2 separate regions of the Oryctolagus cuniculus genome follow, and region 2 is linked to region 1. Evidence: chromatin contacts called from public Micro-C data. All regions are on one chromosome and are shown on one strand. Each heading gives the region's core, a stretch centred on a gene start, on an enhancer-like site or on the middle of the called end of the contact. The rest is flanking DNA. Distances are from core to core; before and after follow the strand shown. Region 1 holds the start of RNF19A (ring finger protein 19A, RBR E3 ubiquitin protein ligase). Region 2 holds the start of PABPC1 (poly(A) binding protein cytoplasmic 1).

Region 1 (2,700 bases), core at 110-2,609:
TACCAAAAAAAAAAAAAAAAAAAAGAGAGAGAGAGAGAGAGAGAAAGGAAAGAAAAGATCACAAACATTTCACAGCAGCAGCTTTTCGCCTCCACTGTTTACTAACATTTAAGGCCAACACCTGGGGATGCCCTTTCCAACGTCAACGTAACAGAACATTCTGCCACATTTTGAACAGCCAATATTAAGCAGAGTAAGCAAGCATCCTTCATGTATTTCTACCTCCGAAGGCCAACGGGGGAAAAAGTCCACCTTCCTCTCTCCCACAGACCTAGCCTCCGCCACTCTCTTCCTTCTTCTATGTACTGCCCTTGACGCGAGGTTAACGAACCCTAAACTTCTTTTTCCACGGTCCATCGGTGGAAAGGGTGGGGCTGGAGGTGGGGGGCGAGGGCAGGGTGGAACCCAGCTGATAAAAGCTGGAAATGCAAAGTCGGGGCATTACTTGCTGGGTGCGGGCCGGGAACACCCAGACGAAGGTCCAGGGGAAGACAAGCCCGGAAGATCCCGGAGCCACACACCACGGTTCACCGGGGGTGTAGCTTGCTCGGACCAACCCGCCCCGGCTCCCGGCTTTCCTGCCCAACAGCCCCAGGCGTTGGGGGGCCGACCTCCCCGGCCCCCCGAATGTGCAAGCCAGGCCCGGAAGCCGGTCCCGTTAGAGCCGATTTCACCCGTCAGGAATGCGCTCCGCCCCCGCCGCCCCGCCGGGGCAGCCGCCCTCCGGTCTCGCCAGCTTCAGGGGCTGGGCGAGTGCTCCAGGGGAGCACCGCCTCGGCAGTCACAACACTGCCGGGCCGGCTGCCCGCTCCACAGACACCCGGGCTCCGCCCCGGCCAGCGCAGCCAACCCAGGGGCCAGTCCTGGGCCTGACCCTCGAGGCCCCGAGTCCCCCCCCCCCCCACGCCCCGGGCCGGCTGGCCGCGGCCCCAGCCCCTCTCGCAGGGCGCCGAAGGGGGCGCCTTCTCGCCCCCCACCCCCAAGTCCCGGGGCTTCCGAATCCATTTTCGTCCCGGGGAAGGGCGCGAGGCCAGAGCTCGTCGGGTCGGAAACCGGAGCCACCCTGCCCGCTCCCGGGTGCAACCTCCTGCGGTGCCCGCCGTACCTTAACTCCTCAGAGCGGCGGCGACGCAGAGCTGCGGGCGAGCAGGCCCATCTCCCCCGAGCGACGGCAGGAACCCGAGGAAGCGCTGCGGGTGCGGGGGGTCCCTCAGCGGCGAGCGGCGCCTCTCAGCCGGGGCGGGGAGAGCGGAGGGACCGGGGCCCGACGGCCGCTCCCCAGACCTCCTCCGCAGTTCTGGCTGGAAGGCTGCTGGGGTGAACCAGCACCACAACTGCCATTCCCCCTCCCTCAGCCCCCGCTTTCCCCGCCTCCTCCTCCCACTTCTTCCTCTCGCCCCCGCCCCCCGGCCGCCCCGCCCCGCCCCGCCTCGGCGCGCCACCCACGTGCCTTGCGTCATGGCGTCACGCCCACCCGGCCCGCCGCGGGCGGCTCTGGGACTTGGTCGAGCGTTCGCCGGACGCCCGCGCACCGTTTCGCTGGCTGCACCTGGGCGGCCGGGCAGTCACCCGCCCTGCCGCGTGCAGAGATTCGCCCTGAGTGGGCTGGGCTGTGGGGCAGCGTCTCCCCGCCCTCCTGCGAGGACAGGTGGGGATGGCTGGAGCTGTCAGAGCGAAGGATGCCGGCTCCTGGCTTTTCGCACGGCGTTATTTATTCCTTTTGTGCTTTCTCGGTTCACCTGCTTGATTGGCAGCACCCGGGAGAGCGGGGCCGCTGCGTGGCCCAGAGTTCTGCTCTGGGCGCGGTACGTCCGCAGGTGCCCTCGGTCAGTTTTAATGGCCCTTGGCCACAGTAGCACCTTGCGCGAGGGTGTGGAGACTCCCTTGGACTCACCTTTGTCACTCCGTATTTTGGTACTTCACAAAGCCGTATGCTCATTGAGAATTCACATTTCAGTGCTCATTGATCTCTGCTACTTTCTGAATTACTTTGATCTAGCTTTAACTGTTGCATCACCTATCTTCTAAGCCTGCCAGACACCCCTCCTTTAATTTTTTTACCTTACACAAGACTTGGTATAAATTCTTCTTAATTGAATGAACAAAGTCAGGGCCTGGTCCATTTCCTCCTGGTTTATTTCTCATCAAGATATAGATCAGTCTTCTTTGGAATACTGAGAAATGAATATGATAGATGCTGGACAGACTGCATTCGCCATCTGTTTCTTAACTAAATATATCATCCTTCCAATCCTTGTTTTAGTATGTCTAATTGAAATTAGATACAAACCAGGGAGCCATGGTCTTTCCGACCGTGGTTGGTATCGTTGGTAACCCAGTCATGTTTACCAATTAGAAAACCGAACAAGCAAGGCAGTTGAGGTCCAAGTATCTTTGAACGTTAATTTTAAAGGAAGTAATTATGGGTCTGTTTATTTTCATTTGTCAGAAATTTTCAAACTGTTATAGATGCACCTTTAAATGCTATTTGAAGGCAGCCAGCAGTTTATGGGATACTTGAAGCCTACAGATAGTATAAGAATAGTACATTGATGGAACAGTACCCATACATAATATAATCCTTGAAAAGATATCAACATGTTAAACAACATTTCAGCACAGATGGAGATTGGCTTGAGAGGGGGTTTTGACGACAGTTCTGCAGAATGAGGATGGTTGTGTACTCTGTACAGTTGTATT
Region 2 (2,700 bases), core at 164-2,663, 380 kb after region 1:
GGGGGGTCGAGTCGGCCGCGAGGGGCCCAGACCGCCGGGGAGGGGTCTGCAGCGCGGCCCCCTCCCACCACGCTGCCGCACCCCGGGGAAAGCCTCCCGGGCCATGTGCGTCTCCGCGGCCGCCAGCCACGCAGCAGTGAACGGCACACCCGCGGGGCTCAGGACCCCCGCCACTCCTCCCCACGTTCAACTTCATCCTAAGGCCCGGTGGCTCCCCCAGGCGACTGGGCCGGGAGCAGGCACAGGCCTCGGCCTGCGGGGTTACAGGGTTCAACACGTGGTGTTTTTCGAGCACCAAACTGCACTTCCTCCCCGGGCCGGGGACGCCGGGCAGGAGCGAGCGCCTCCCACCCACGCCCCGAGAACTCGGCGGCGAACGCTGCTGCGGCTGGGCGGCGGGAGCGCCGGGCAGGGACCGGACATCTCAGCCGCCCTCCCCGGCGCGTCATCACCCCCAAAGTTTCAGAGCCGCCGAGGCCGAGAAAATGGTCGCAAAGGAGGAAGTGGCCCGGCACGCGGGGGGCGTGGGGCGGCCGGCCGCGCGGGTCCCCGGGCGGGCGGGCCAGGGGTGTCGCCCCGCCGGGCCCCCGCAGGGTGGGTGACAAGCCCTCCCACCCCCGCCCCGGCCTAGCCCGCCCGCCGCCGCCGCCGCCGCCGCCGCCGCCCGGGCCTCATGGCCGCCCGCCCGCCCGCCCGCCCGCCGGGCCCGGCGCTCACCGTCCGCCGGCTGCTGGAAGTTCACATACGCGTAGCCCAAGGAACGGCGGGTGATCATGTCCCTGCAGACCCGGATGGAGAGGATGGGCCCGGCCGGGCTGAACTTCTCGTAGAGCATCGCCTCGGTCACGTCGGGGTGCAGGTCCCCCACGTAGAGCGAGGCCATGGGGTAGCTGGGGGCGCTGGGGTTCATCTCGGCACGGCTGCCCGCAGGGCCACAGGCCGCGACCTTTCCGTGAGAGGAGGAGGGCGAGTGCTGGGGCCGGGGGGCCGGCGCCGGGGGGATGGGAGCGGGGGCAAGCGCAGAGGGACAAAATTCAACCGGAATCGACAACTACTCAACGGCCGCAGAACCGGGTCGATCCGCTGCCGCTGGCTGCGGGCTGCCGGTTGGGAGCGAGGGTGGCGGTGTCGGGTCCGGGCAGCGGGGAAGGCCTCGGTCTCTCGGTTCCTTCTGGGAGCTGCTGCGGGCGGGCGGGCGGGTCGGTCTCGGCTGCTTCACCGGGTTATTTTATAAAAGAGGAAGAAAAAAAAAATAAAAGTCTCCGGCGGGGGAGACGCGGATTTTTTGTAAATTTTTTTTTGGGTTTTTAAAGGTTTTTTTAGATTTTTTTTGGATTTTTTTAATAATAAATGTGTGTTCCGAGCCCGGAGCACACACTCCGCACTCTCAGCACTAACCGCCGGGGAGAAGGGGAAGCACCGCCTCCTGCACCCTCTACTTATACCCCCCGCCGCACCCGCCCCGCCCCGCGCGTCTGACGCCAGAGCCCTACGCGAGCGTCAGCGCCGGAGGAGGCGGAGTCAAGGCGGCGAGGGGGAGGAGGGAAGAGAGAGCAGGAGGAGGAAAGAGCGGAGAGGATGGGAGAGAGGTGGCGGCCGCGGGTGTGGGGGTGGGGCTGGGCGGAGGGGCGGGGCCTCTGCGCACGCGCCGCTGCCGGGGGCGGGGCCTCGCGGCGTAGGGCCCGCGGGAGGGGGGGAAGGGAGGGCCGGCCGGCGGGCGCTGCTCGGCGGAGTCGGCTGGGGCGGCCCCTCGTGGCGCACAGCCCTCCCCCACCTCCACCCGCAGGAGCGTTAACCCGTCACCGCCGCGGTGGGCGGTGCGCGGCGCTTCCGGGTTCCTCAGCGCTAACCACCCCGCACGTGCGCGGCCTCCGGGGGCCTTTTTCCCGCCGCGCCGGCCCCCGCTCCGCGCTCCCTACGCTCCGAGGGGACGCCGGGTACGGGTAGGCCGGCGAGGGCCCCTCCAGGCCCAGTGTCCGAAACGTGCACGGGAGGAGCCGGTGGTGGCAGCTTCCCCCTTTTCTCCTACCCGGACCGCACTACGACTCCCAGCGGGCAGCGCCGCCACGCGCGTCGGCCGCGGAAGCGGTGCCTGCCGGGAGCTGCAGTCCTCAACGGCCGCGGCGCTCGCCCTGCCCAACTGGCCGCGGGTGCTGGCCACCGCTCGGGGACCCCAACCGTCCGGGGCGAGGGGCCCGCGTCGCCGCTCCGGGGCTGCGGGGGGAGGGGGAGGGGGAGGGGCGGCGTGCTGGGGTCCGAGCCTCGCTCTCCCTCCTCCGTGTCGCCGGGGTCGCTGTGGCTGGGGGGGATCTGACCACGCGTTGCCTTGAGGTGCTAGGTTGGGGTCACTGATTCGTGCTGTTTGTGTATTTGCTTAGCTGGTCGCACACCGGAGAAAAACGAGTTTCTCCTGAGAGTGGGAGTTGGTCGCAGCCGTTTCGTGTATGGCACCGCAGCCCTGCAACCAGACAAAATTAGGAATGGCCTACACCGCCCCAATTATAAATGTTTAAAGTAATTTCCTACGTTAGTTGTGAGCTTTAATTAAACACTAAATTCACTTGGTAGCCTTAAAAATGCCAGCTCATAGGAGTGACAGGTCAATATACAGAATCTGCCGTCAGGTGGTAATGAGCATTTAAGCATTTCCACAACTGTTCTATGGTGTGTTCCTGACAGTAATCTTGGGTGGGAGGTGGA

The links. Hi-C and Micro-C count contacts between places; a contact is called where the count stands out from the background.
Region 2: a Micro-C map of ear pinna shows a contact between it and region 1, with 5 times the contacts expected there. The contact joins the promoter of PABPC1 here to the promoter of RNF19A in region 1. A contact is called at or near these places in 2 of 6 Hi-C or Micro-C datasets (ear pinna and an unstated tissue).

Annotation. Positions count from the first base shown.
Region 1 is chr6:125,791,566-125,794,265 of mOryCun1.1, forward strand. It overlaps RNF19A (ring finger protein 19A, RBR E3 ubiquitin protein ligase), which reads right to left and starts at 1,360. Exons shown (of 10, transcript XM_051843960.2): 1 at 1,106-1,360.
Region 2 is chr6:126,167,203-126,169,902 of mOryCun1.1, forward strand. It overlaps PABPC1 (poly(A) binding protein cytoplasmic 1), which reads right to left and starts at 1,414. Exons shown (of 15, transcript XM_008255797.4): 1 at 718-1,414. The coding sequence starts at 910. It overlaps LOC138849952 (a long non-coding RNA gene), which reads left to right and starts at 1,807. Exons shown (of 2, transcript XR_011389268.1): 1 at 1,807-1,943; 2 at 2,379-2,514.